3 separate regions of the Mus musculus genome follow, and regions 1 and 2 are each linked to region 3. The links are chromatin contacts, called in public HiChIP or PLAC-seq maps. All regions are on one chromosome and are shown on one strand. The core of a region is the stretch at or near the end of the contact, and the rest is flanking DNA. Distances in the headings are between cores, read along the strand shown. Region 1 holds the start of Pak4 (p21 (RAC1) activated kinase 4). Region 2 holds the start of Fbxo17 (F-box protein 17). Region 3 holds the start of Zfp780b (zinc finger protein 780B).

Region 1 (4,321 bases), core at 1,659-4,158, 620 kb before region 3:
GGGCACGCATTTAATCCCAGCACTCGGGAGTCAGAGGCAGGTGGATTTCTAAGTTTGAGGCCTATCTGGTCTACAGAGCAAGTTCAAGAACAGCCAGGGCCACACAGAGAAACCTTGTCTTGGAAAAAAAAGAACCTAGGGAGAAAAGAAAGACAGGGGGGTGGGGAGGGGGAGAGGAGGGGGAGAGGAAGAGGGAGAGAGAAAGGGAGAGAGAGTATAGAGCACCCACTGCCTCTTGTAGCATCGTTGCTACAAGTGGTTTGTATCTCTAGGGAGGCAATGGCGGTCACCCCTGTCTTCCCAACACGAGGGATGTGGGAGCAGACAGATCATCAGCTGGAGGTCATCCTTGGCTACATCCTGAGTTCCAGGCATGAGCCTGGGCTGCATGAGACTTTGTCTAAAACAAAACCAAATACAAGCAAACAGTTCTTCAGGAGCTGAGAGTGTGCCTCACTTATTCAGAACCAGTCAAGATTCTCTTACAGTCCTGGGCTCAATCCCCAGCTCCCGACCCCACACTCAGAGTTTAGAAGATAAGGTGAACTCGCTCACATTTCCTCTAGCCCATCACTCGTGTATTCAAAGGAAACAATTATGTAGCTGCTTGGGCTTGTTTTTTTTATTTTTGTGGATGATGGTTTCTAAAAGCAAACTGTGTACCACAGCACAGGAGCTCAATGAGGAAAGTGTGGCTGAGCAAATTAGAGTCAATTAGTAGGATGGCTTCTTAGGCAGCCCCAAGATTAATCTTCTTGAAGAATATTTATTGACATCAAGAGTCACTGATGATGTATATAGTCTTAGTTTTAAAAGGTATTTTTCTGGGGCTGGAGAAATGGCTCCGTCCGTAAGAGCACTTGTTGCTTTTTCAGAGGCCCTCTTCTAGCCTCTGAGAACACACACACGCAGAGGGGTACACACACACACACACACACACACACACACACACAGAGGGATGGGGAATATTTCTTTAAACCTACTTATTTTTCTGGGGTGGGGAATAATTATTTATTTTATTTTTTATTCTTTGGTTTTTCGAGACAGGGTTTCTCTGTATAGCCCTGGCTGTCCTAGAACTCACTCTGTAGACCAGGCTGGCCTCGAACTCAGAAATCCGCCTGCCTCTGCCTCCTGAGTGCTGGGATTAAAGGCGTGCACCACCACTGCCCAGCGGGAATAATTTTTAAATTTATTTACTCTTCTTTCATACATTACTTCTCAACTGCAGTGTCCCATCCCTCCACTCCTTCCAGTTCTCCCCATAAATCGTTTTTTTAAGATATATATTTCAGACCATTCTTCCAGGCATGGTAAGGAGACACGTGCCTGTAATCCCAGTGCTAAAAGACTCTCTTAGTGCATCGGAGGCCTTGAGTTCAAGTGGACATAAGCTGAAGGGAGAGATAGGGATGATGGGGAGAAAAGAAGGCAAGCAGAGACCTGAACCGCAGCCCTTCATTCATTCTTGGTTTGCACATGTTAACAGAATGCCTGCGGTGTGCCTGGCAGTGTGCAGGTGAAGCACACAGGCAAGCATCATTTAAGTGAATCTTTGGAGGGTGGAATTACCTTTTAGTCAGCCACCCCTTTTATAAATATGTACTGAGCATTTACATACCAATAATATCAAGGCTCTGGCTACGAGCAAAAAGCATAGTTCAAGGTCAGCCTGGGCTACGTCCTGAGACCCTGTCTCACGAAACCAAAACCAGCCAGCCAAACACAAAACCACAGGCGGCAAAGGAAAGGAAGCTTTGCCAGAAGCTGGCAAAGGATTTAATAGCACAAGGTAGGACATTTTGCCCCTTAGAGAACATAATGTTTGAGGAAAAACCCAAAGGAACCCTGGGAGTCAGGAGGATGCTTAAAGAAGAGAATCTTCCAGACAGAAGAAAAAGCCCGTGAAAAGAACCAGAGAAAGCCTGTTTGGGAAAACCTGTAGCCTCAGTCTCCCAAGGGGCTCAGCTGGGGAAAGCATTTGCCTAGAATTCTCTAGGGCCGGGGACTTCCCTAGTACTACTGCTTGCCTGTCCTGTATAAAAGCCCTAAGTTCAGTGTCTGATACCCAAATAAACAAATAAAACCCTCAAAATCCTTGATGAGAAAGCATTTTTAAATTTTTCAGTAAGACCTAATGAACCCATAGGTGGAAGGGTGTATTAGTTTATGGGCTTTGTTTCCGCTGTGTTTTCCATTTTGATTAATTTAAAAACACTTAATTACACTTATCCCTCTATTTTATGTCTATGGCTCTCTTGTGGAGGCTACAGATCAACTCCTGGGAATCAGTTCTACCGTGTGGGTCCAGGAGATCAAACTTCAGGCTCGGCAACAAGCGCCTTCTATCCACTGATGCATCTCACACACTCGTGATTGACTGACTTAAAAAAAAAAAAACTTATTTAAAAGATTAAGATCAAATAGTGTCAGATTTCCAGATTCGGACAGAGCTTCATTCAAAACTTGCTTTCAGTAGTCATAAACCAACTAGCATCCTATTAGCTTGTTTACCTGTAAAATGGGTGTTACAACAACAGGGTTGTGTTAACAGTTTACAGCAGAACTAGTCGCGTGCTAACAAAGGCATAATAAGTGCTTAAGAACTGTTTCTGGCCTTTATGTTCTCGTATTCCACTTTACTTTTTTGGGAGCCCGTGGGACTCTGCCACGCGAAAGTCGTTATTTCCCCTTTAAGAGGCGGAGTGGGCGGGGAGTCAACGATCCCGCACCTTTTCAAAACTTCCCAATCTCTGCTCTTCATTCTCCACCTAGCGGTCTCCGATTGGGCCACTCGCACCAATCAGTGGTTTTAGGGAACCCTGCCCGGCTCGCTGCCCCGCCTCCGAGTAGGCCCCGCCCATCACCCGGTCAGCTCCGTTGCCATGGGGACTAGTGGGCGGCGAGGAGTAGGGGAGGCCCCGGATGTTCATTGGGGATTCAACATGGCGGCGGCAGTAGCCGCGGCGGCGGCGGCGCGAGACCGCTGAGGGCGGTACGCGGGCACAGAGTTCTGGGCCAGGCAGCTAGGCCGCGAGCGACCGCGGCGCCAAGCCGGTAGGTTAGGGGGTTACCGTGCAAGGGGTTTGTGGCTGGGGGCGGGTGGGTCTGGGCACGCGCCGTGGGAGAGCGGTTATTCGGAAGGGGGCGGGGCCGGTCGGGTCAAAGTTCACTCTTGGAGGGGAGGGTCGCGTGGAAAAGGGTCGCGGGCCCAAAAATGAGGGAAAGGGGAGGGGACTGTCGCGACCAGTGGTTAGACCGGTGGAGGGGGCGTGGCCGGGTTTGAAATTTGTGCAAAGTTTGGAATACTAAGTGGGGGCGCATAGGAGGGGCTCGGAACGGGTCTCATAAAAGGGGGCGCTCAGAGTAACTTAAGAAGAGGGTGTGTCTGTCAGGGCTGGAGGTCACAACCTAGAGAAGTGGGCGGCTGCCCGGTCAAAGATTTAAAAGCCTCAACCGGAGGAGGAGGAGGAGGTGCTTGAGTTTTAGGTTTTGGGGGGGTGTCTGAGACAGCCCTTAGGTAGAAGGTACGAAGATAAAAATCTGACGGGTGAAGATGTTCTGGGAGGGCCAGAAACTAAAAACTCAAGTGGGGCACGTGCGGTGAGGAGGGGGACCAGGGACATCTAACAGAGCCTTCGAAAGTGTGTCCTGGTGTGTGTGGTGGGAGGAGAAGGGGAGCCCCTTCCCACTGATAATGAAGGCCACACACTGATAAAACACTGATGATAGGCTGGGCTTCCCTCTCCGCGTTAAAGCTCTGTGTATGTACTCATTTAGCGCGCAGTACAGCATCACTGGAGCCAAAGCTGTTATTAAGAAGCTAAGTGATTTGCCCCAGGTCAGCTAATGAAGTAAGGTGAGCAGCTGGGATTCCAGCTCCGGAGCTCTGTCCCAGAGTGCTTCTGTCTCCTGCTGCCTTTCACAAAATCTTGGTGCTGGTAAATGTTTAACGAGAGAGCGCGAGCGAGAGAGCGCGAGCGAGAGAGCGCGAGCGAGCGAGCGCACCGTGTATGCCTGGTCTTGTTTCATCCCTTATCTTGTGAGATGGGTGAGTTGGGTGTTAGAGAACACCCCTGTTTTCCAGGTAGAAAAAGTAATGCCAAGAAAGCTTTGTTAAGAGAAAGGAGCTTTGGTCTGCTACCTGCCACAGGGTCCACTTCCCAGGAGGTCTGTTCCTGGAAGCCACTCCCTGGGTGGGAACAGAGTGTCTGTTTAGCCTCCTTGGAAGGGTGTGACCTGGGAGGGGAGGTTCCACTGGGCCTATGGGAGTGGCATGCTGGTGGGTGGCCCAGAGTCCAGTGAGCCTCTGATTGGGTGG
Region 2 (4,457 bases), core at 320-2,819, 740 kb before region 3:
ACCAGCCCAGGGGCAAAACCACCCAAAAGAAAGGACTGGGCTCTCTCACATCAATCACTAATTAAGAAAATGTACTACTGGCCAAACTGATGGGGGCATCTGTTCAGTTGTGGGACCCTCTTCCCAAGTGATGTTAGCTTGTGTCAATTTGACATAAAACTAGTCAGCACACGGTCATTGTTTAAAATCAGATTTGCGCAGAGGCAGGCTCTGAGTTCGAGGCCAGCCTGGTCTACAGAACGAGTTCCAGGACCGCCAGGGCTACTGGCGAAAAACAGAACAAAACAAAACAAAACAAACCACTAAAATCAGATTTGTGTTATTTATACTTCCAAGACAGGGAGTGGAATAAACTGAAGAAATGAACTCAGAAGAACAAACGTTACACGGAAAGGAATAAACACAGCTGAAATGCATCAATGTAGCTAAGTCAGGAAACAGCCTGAGACCCTGAAGCACGCATTCTGCAAAGGGGCTGCCAGCCAGAGTGATCCAGCCGCGGCCCAGGGCCTACATGTTGGTCTGGGCTGGCTATTTCTTTTCCCCCTTTTCGGTTGGCTATTTGGGACATGGGTAGAGCTGCGAGAGGGGGTGCTGGGAGAACCTTTTCTTCTTTTTTTTTTTTAAATTTGATTTTAAATAAAAAGTAAGATGTTATTGTTGCGCAAGTGTTTGATGTGTATGCGTGTTAGTGTGTGGGTCAGAGGACAACACGTGGGTCTCCATTCTCGCCTTTAACTCTGAGTCTTGAGAATCACCAGGAGGCTTGGCGGCAGGCACTTTTTCCTGCCACCATCGACCCGGTAGACCTAGTTCCATAAAAACAAAGTATGTATGAAACGTGGGAAATGAAGCCCACTACTTTGTATGCTATCTTAAATGTTAGTAAAAAATAGTAGGGTGTGGCTGCGCACGGGTTTAGTCCCAGTACTGAAGAGGAAGAGGCAGGGGGATCTCTGAGTACAAGGCCAGGCTGGGCTACATAGCAAGGCCAGTCAGAGGTACAAAAGAAAAGAAAAAGAAAAACCACACACACACACACACACACACACACACACACACACACGGAATGTAAAGTCTTCTCAGTGGGACTTGTAGCTTTGCAACTTGCACGTGTACAGCTAGCTCAGTGTAAGAGTGCACTGCATAAGGGAAGAGTCTGGGAAACGATGTACAGACTCCTGGAGACTGCGTCCCTGGGGTGGGGTGGGTTGGGGGCGGGGAGGGGCACACAGAGCCAGTGGAGAGACTCCTCCATTCTCCAGACTGCTCCAGCCGCTGGTTTGGACACGACCCTCGAGTCCCATCCCAGGTCCGTACCTGTCCGGGAGCTCACCGGGCGGCCTGCTCTGAGTTGGCGGGGAAGATCCAATCCCTACCCGGCGCTGGAGGCAGTCGAAGAGTAACCCGAGGTCCGGGAAGTCAGCCCCGTGATCTGGGGTCCTAGTGGACCGTCTTCTTCTATGCTCAGGATCCCGGGGCCACCGGGCAACGTTGCAGCCTGAGTGAGCCCGGCCCAGGGCCGCCGAGCTAGGCCGCCTGTCCCTGAAACGTGGCTGCCAATCCCCTGGTGGACACCCCGGGCACCTCCCCTGCCCCCTTCCCTGAGACCCGCCCCGCCCCACTCTTCCGCCCCAGGCAGCTTTTCCTAACACCGTCGTCAGGGTAAATTCTTTGGTCCCTAGCGAAAGGCTCAGCTGTGGCTCTGACCGCAGATTTGAAACCAGAGAATGAAAGCAGAGACAGGATCGGTTCTTGGAAGCAGAATCCGTCTTTAGCAGAACCGTTCAACACGCGGGCTCCGCAGCAATCGCTACTCAGCTGTTCAGCTTAAGCGAACCCTTCCCCTCCAGGAAGATCAGCGACGCCCCCCCCCCATGACTCCTTAAATTTATTTATTTACTTATATATTCACTACCACCACCACCCATCTCCCACCCACTATGTAGCTATCCAGGAACACTATGTAGATCAGGCTGGCCTGAAACTCACAAAGATCCCCCTGCCTCTGCCTCTTGAGTGATAGGCTCCAAGGCAGATAACAGTACTTCTCAGCTATTGTTATTATTTTAGATGTATTATTTATTTTCATTTTGTGTGTGTACTGGGTGGTTTTGTGTGTTAACTTGACACAACTAAGAGTCATCGGGGAGGAAGGGGCCTCCGTTAAGAAAATGTCTCCATGAGATCCAGCTGTAGGGCATTTTCTCAATTAGTGATTGATTGGGGGGGGGGAGCAACCCATTATGAGCGGTGCTGTCCCTGGACTGGTAGTCCTGGGTTGTATAAGAAAGCAGGCTGAGCAAGCCATAAGGAGCAACCTTCCACTGCTTCTGCATCATCTCCTGCCTCCAGGTCCCTGTTCTGTCTGGGTTCCTGTCCTGACTTCTTTCAATAATGAACAGCAATGTGGAAGTATGAGCCAAATAAGCTCTTTCCTCCCCAACTTGTTTTTTGGTAACGGTGTTTCATTGTAGCAATAGAAACCCTAACCAAGACAATGTATATGAGTGTTTGCCTTCCTGTGCCTATGTGAACCACATGCATGCAGTATCCACAGAGGCAGGCAGGGGTGCTGTGAGCCTTGGAGTTACAAATGGCTGTGAGCTATTGCAGAAACCAGACTCAGGTTCTCTGTAAAAAAAACAGTCAACGCTCTTAACCACTGAGCCATCTCTCCAGTCTTTTCCAGGGTCTTTGTCAATCACTTTTCATTATTTATCTATGTACTTATTTATTTTTTTATGTGTTTTTATTGTGTGTAGGTGCAACACATGCATGGGAGTGTCGTTGCATGTGTGTGGGTCAGAGGTCATCTTTCCTTCAGCGGTGGGTTCTGGGGATTGAACTCGGGTGTCGGGCAGGCTCCGTCATATACTGAGCCATCTTGCTAGGCATACACTTTATTTTTCTGGAACAGGGTCTCTCAAACAATCTGGAAGTCCCAGGGATCCTTTTGTCTTTCACTGAGTCAGGGCTGTGGTGACTGATGTGGCCACACTTTGCTTTTTATAAGCGTGTTAGGGAGCCAGACTAAGATACTCATCCCTGTGCAGCAAGCACTTCACCAACTGAGCTACCATCTTAGCCTCTTACTTATTTTATTTTAAAACCCTTCTCACTCTCCGTAGCCCGGGCTGGCCTCGAACTCACCATCCTCCTGCCTCTGTCTTCTGAGCACGGTGATTTCGGGCTTCTGCGGCCATGCTGAGTTCGTGAGTGTGTATTTAAGGATGCCCACAGAGTTTGCTCCTGTGGCTCACGCAGGATGGGGAGCTTTAGGGAAGAAAGTCACAGCCGTCATTCAGGGGAGAGTTTTGATGGATTAACTGGGTTAAAATTCACTTGCCTGCAAGCTCTAGAAAGCTTCACTGTAGCTAGTGTAAGGGAGACGAGGAGTATCGCCCAGTGTAAACTAGGAAGTCTTCCCAGCAGTATGGTGGTGTTCCCAGCAGCGTGGGGGTGGTGCTCCACACTTATGACATGGAAGCTATAAATAGGCTAAAGCAGCTGGGGGTGGGGGTGCTGCATGCCTGCGATCCCACCACTGTGCAAGTGGAGGCAGAGGGATGGTGAAATTGAAGGCTAGTGGGGCTACTGAGTTTTGGGCCAGCCTGTATTATATGTGACCTTATCTTGTCAATCAGGTGCTTGGTTAGCATGCACAAGGCACAGGGTTCAGTCCCCAGCCCCACATCAACCGAGCGTGCTGGTAAGGGCCGTAGCCCCAAGCACTAGTGAGGGCCAGACTGGATGGTGTCTGTAGCTGGAAATGAAACAGGGACTTTTTCCCCTGCAGGCCTCTTGTTTGTGGAGCCAAGTGTGTAACATTATCATAAACAACACATAAGCAAGACCCTTTCAACTAGGGTAGTTTGTACGGACTTCATCGAGAGTGCTCAGCTACACGAACACTCACCTGCAGAGTGAAGTGGGGGAAAGCAGAAGTGAAGACATCTGGGCTCTGAGCGAAAAGGGTTGAAATGGAGAAAAGAAAAAGACACGGAAACCAAGCATGTGGCACATTTGGAAGGGCGTTTGCTTTTCGTGCACAAAGCCCTGGGTTCCACTCCCAACACTGAATAAACAGGCCCTGGCGGCTCCCGCCTGTGAGCTCAGATTGCAGAGCTTAGAAAGTAGAGGCAGCAGCATCCGTTCAATGGTGAGGCCTGCCTGATCCAAAAGATCTCGCTAGTCTACCAAGAGGCAGTCTCCAGGGTGATGGCAGGCAGTGACAAAAGAGACTATCGCAAAGGAGATACTCCAACCAGCTGAGAGTGGCCAGAAAGACAAATGTCAACCTGCATGCTCAGGTGGCCTCTATCTATCTATCTATCTATCTATCTATTGCCACCACCAGGGATTGGCCCCATTTGGATAAACTTGATTTTGAGACAGGGTCTCACTGTGTACCCCTGACTGGCCTGGAACTCCCTGTGTAAACCAGGCTGGCTTTG
Region 3 (4,460 bases), core at 834-3,333:
AACCCAGGAACAAGCAGAAGACTGCAATATGGAAACTGTACAAACAACAGAACATAGGTTAATTTAGGGAGGTCAAGAAAGGCAAGGGTTAGCCGGGCGTGGTGGCGCATGCCTTTAATCCCAGCACTCGGGAGGCAGAGGCAGGCAGCTTTCTGAGTTGGAGGCCAGCCTGGTCTACAAAGTGAGTTCTAGGACAGCCAGGGCTATACAGAGAAACCCTGTCTTGAAAAACAAAAAACAACAAACAAACAACAACAAAAACAAACAAAAAAGAAAGGCAAGGGTTTGTAAATGTAAAATGGAGGTCAAAGAAGTTGTTTTGAAACAACATTGCCTCCAAGAATGAATAACAAAAAGACATCAGTCTATACTTGAAGAGAAACTTAACCAACAGATGTGCTCACAGAAATCATTTTTTTTGTGTGTAGAGTAAAAAATGGGCCTTGTACACAAGTATGGTCTTCGAAGGAGACTAGGGACCATTTCTGCTACATGTGTGTAAATGAAAGCAGTAATTTCAAAGCGTCTGGATTTCATTACATTTTAACTGTCTCCATTTTGATATGTTTTCTAATTCAATTATGCCCTATTGCTTTTCTGTCTGTTCTATTCATTATTGAGGTTGAAAATTATTGAGGTGATGGTGGATTTGGATGTCATTCTTTTTTTTTCTTTTCTTTCTTTCTTTCTTTTTTTTTTTTTTTTAAAGATTTATTATTATTGTATGTAACTACACTGTAGATGTCTTCAGACACACCATAAGAGGGCGTCAGATCTCATTAGGGATGGTTGTGAGCTACAATGTGGTTGCTGGGATTTGAACTCAGGACCTTCAGAAGAGCAGTCAGTGCTGTTAACCACTGAGCCATCCCTCCAGCCCTCACAATTTGATCTCCCCCCACCCCCACCCCCTGCTTCTTTTCTTATTTATTAGATATTTTCTTTATTTACATTTCAAATGCTATCCTGAAAGTTCCCTATACCCTCCCCCCTGCCCTGCTCCCCTACCCACTCACTCCCACTTCTTGGCCCTGGCGTTCCCCTGTACTGGGGCATATAAACTTTGCAAGACCAAGGGGTCTCTCTTCCCAATGACGGCCAACTAGGCCATTTTCTGGCTGTCATTCTTATTACTACCTTATTACTTACCAGGCTTTCCCCCTGCTTCGTGCCTGAAGCTGCGCTATTAGTACTTTTAGTTTATTTTAGTTTTTAGGGAGGGTTTCACTCTATACTTGTAGCTGGCTTCAGTCTCACACACATGCAGTGAGCTGTGCCTCCCCTTTGCTGGGATAAAAGGCATGTCTTACCACGCGCAGCCATGTTTATTATACTTGATGACTTGGCCTCTTTATTTACACTGGCAATGTTGTGTCCCCAGTCTGTCTCGATTATCAAATCAACCTGAGTCTTCATTACGGTCACTCGTAATCTTCTAGAGTACTGAACTTTAACATATTTTCTGTAGTTGATACTCGGTTGAGTCTGACTTGTTTTCAAATCCTCCTTGTTTTCATCCTTCAACGTGAGGTAAATTACTGTCTAACGGACACGACTCAGTTGAAACTTTCTGATGTGTTCCTCACTCACCGTTTTCTATCTAGGTAACAGGGACCCTGAACTCAGGGAGGGTCCAGAACACCTGGCTGTCTGAAATCGCTGATGTAAACTATCCACGTTTAACACCAACAATTCTTTAGTTTAGTCTTTCCAAATTTACCATAGTCCCTACCAGGTCACAGCGAGGTGGAATCCCACTCAGTGGGACTCAAGTCACTTATATCCCATTCTGATCTTACTTCCTGTTCTGCTTGTCAGTCCGCTCCAGGGAAGAGAAAAATCAGTGGCGCGCAGAAGCGGAAGTACCTTTTGAGCACCACACGGGAGCTTTTAAAGGCTGTGCCTTTTTGGAAAAACCCCTGACACCACCAGGCGCAGCTCCCAGGTGGGCTGGTCCCAGTAGCAAGCTCGGATCGCCCTGAACCTCTGAGCTCTGGGCTTCCCGGAGTTCCGCCGCAAGGACTACATTTCCCAGGGTCCACCGCACCGGAAGTAACGGATCGAATTCCGGTGTCGTGTATCGCTCCCTTGAAAAGTCAGGTTTTTCTCGTAGGTGGAAGAAATCGCTCTATGGCCTACGTCCTCACAGAGTAAGATCGGAGCCAGCATGCTGGGTGTGGGTGTGGGATGGATGTTGATATTTGTGTGAGTGTGTAGGGGCGGTGATGTGTGTGTCTGTTTCTCTGTATGTATACGCACCTTGAGCACTCTGCATCTCCTGTGTCACTATGCTTGTAGCTTTCTGCTCCTGCTTTCTCTTGCAGGCACAGGGGCTGAAGCAAGGAAAGATCAGGTGCAGAGTCTGAAGGGAAGCTTCCTTTGAGGTACATGAGTAGCTGAGGCCGGAAGTGCCTCCGAGGGGCCCCTAGGGGGATAAGATCCCTAGGTTTCCCTGAGCTGTAGCAATGCGAGTGTTGCGGGAAGGGAGGGAAAGTGCTCATTGAGGATGCTCTCAGATCTAGTTTGGGATCTCAGGCTTCCTTGGGCTCCCCACAGGCTCCCCATTTCGGCCATTATTCCAAAGGAGGGCTAGAGAAGCATGAGATCTTTATTGCTACTCAGCTAAGACTCAAGGGCGAAGTTTGTGCTTTCTCTCCGTGTGAGAAACGAGGCTTTAGGTTTAGACTATAGAATTGTCAGTAAATGAAGGAGTAACAGACAAACTGATAGCTCCAACTTTGTGGCTCTTACATTGTTCGTTCTCCTCCCAATTAGTATTCTCACTATTGTTTCAGTGATCCTTGATATCTCTCAATAATCAGACCTTTCCCCTAGACTTTATAGATAAGAATCTCCAGAGGTTAACCTTAGGAATCTCAAACTCAAACCAATTCCTATCCATGGCATCACATAGCAGATGGACTTTGATCTTTATAGACCTTCCTTTCAAAGCAGGGGGACTTCAGGGGTGCTGGTGCTGCTTGTATTTAATGCTAAATACTGGCTCCCAAGATCTGGTGTCCCCCCCCCCCCACCCTTCGCCATGAGCAGATCCTCACATACTCCAAGTGATGCTATGTGAACTTTGCTCCCCAGCTTAAAACCTGAGTTTAAATAAAACTAGCCACAGCCAGTTCCTGAGAGGAATAGAGAGAGGTAGAGTTTGAGTAACTGAGCTGTGGGTCTCAAGTAGGCACCACCAGGGGAGGAGAGAGAACAGAGGCAGAGCACAGGGGAGGAAAAGACTAGAGAACAGGAGGTCTCCAAGAGCTGGACCAACCGTTCCTGACAGAGTGATATGCCTCCCGGGGACACCAGACGGCTGGAGCAGAAGTAGCCCTGGAAGTTTGAAACAGCAAGGATTTGGGAAGTGCAGTCGAGCCAGTCGCCAGACTGTCATTTAGAGATATAGATTAGGGTCATCCCGCAGTAATTGCACAGAACCTAATAAATAAATATGGTAGTTTGAGTCTCATTCACTTAAGGTTAGATGGGATGTGTTTAATAGGTGTTCTGTACAGGGGAAAATGTAGGTGGTAGACGATTTCTGTTCACTCTTGAGAACTTTGGGAGTGGAAAAGTGATAGCACTGAATTTGGCATCTTTGAGAGCTAGTGATTTTCTGACTCTGTGTGTGTGTGTGTGTGTGTGTGTGTGTGTGTGTGTGTGTGTGTAATGGGTAATGTTGGCCAGGTCCAGATGAGCAATGCCATGGCTGATAGTGGGTGTGGATCTGTGGTATCGGGTTGGAGTCTTGGTTCTGTTCCCTCAGGCTCTCCAGGCCTGTCAGGAACCTTAGGATGCCTGTGGTGAAGCCTGTTAGTGCAGTGCCACCATATCCTAAGGGCCTGGTGTGCTTTAGTTGTTCTCTGTGAGGCCATCTTGGGTTCATTCCCCTCAGTGTTCTGCAGGACAAGGGAGTGTGAGAAACAATGCGATTGCTGGTGGATGTTTAAGAAAGCGGCTCAAAAAGAAAAGCTAGGCTTCAATCTTGGAATTTGGGAGGCAGAAGCAGGAGATCCCTGTGACTTGCGTAGCAGCTTGATCCACAGGACGAGCTCTGGGCTGGCTGGACTACATGGTGACACCCTGTCTCAAAACAACAAGAACACAAACTGTGTATTAATGTAAAGCAGAACTTTCTCAATTTTCAGATGATTTGTTTGTATTGTGTACAGTGTGATAATTTGGAGACTTTGTGTGCATCGGAACGACTGAATTGCCATTTTTGTAATGAGTGTACTTCCTGTCTATGCTCCTTAGTCTTTACAAACTATTAATCACAGTCACCATGTCTCATGGTGCATCTCTGGACTTCTGCTGCGTAGCTGAAGTGTTGTCGTCTCTATATGATCAGCATCTTCCCAACTCTTCCTTATGGTTCTTCGTCTCTCCCACCACCACAGTGCTGCACATCCAACCTCTGCCATTCAAACCGCATTGTCCAGCGTTTCACTGTT

Evidence for each region. HiChIP or PLAC-seq counts read pairs in DNA pulled down with a chosen protein or histone mark.
Region 1: an H3K4me3 HiChIP or PLAC-seq map of bone marrow-derived macrophages shows a contact between it and region 3, with 5 times the contacts expected there. The contact joins the promoter of Pak4 here to the promoter of Zfp780b in region 3. A contact is called at or near these places in 1 of 39 promoter capture datasets (cranial neural crest) and 1 of 115 datasets of contacts at active chromatin or transcription factors (bone marrow-derived macrophages).
Region 2: a contact with region 3 is called in an H3K4me3 HiChIP or PLAC-seq map of bone marrow-derived macrophages, with 5 times the contacts expected there. The contact joins the promoter of Fbxo17 here to the promoter of Zfp780b in region 3. A contact is called at or near these places in 2 of 39 promoter capture datasets (both in liver) and 2 of 115 datasets of contacts at active chromatin or transcription factors (both in bone marrow-derived macrophages).

Annotation. Positions count from the first base shown.
Region 1 is chr7:28,596,771-28,601,091 of GRCm38.p6, reverse strand. Pak4 (p21 (RAC1) activated kinase 4) reads left to right here and starts at 2,908. Exons shown (of 10, transcript NM_027470.3): 1 at 2,908-3,057.
Region 2 is chr7:28,713,902-28,718,358 of GRCm38.p6, reverse strand. Fbxo17 (F-box protein 17) reads right to left here and starts at 1,569. Exons shown (of 7, transcript NM_015796.2): 1 at 1,321-1,569.
Region 3 is chr7:27,976,780-27,981,239 of GRCm38.p6, reverse strand. It overlaps Zfp780b (zinc finger protein 780B), which reads left to right and starts at 2,083. Exons shown (of 6, transcript NM_001081021.1): 1 at 2,083-2,150; 2 at 4,407-4,460.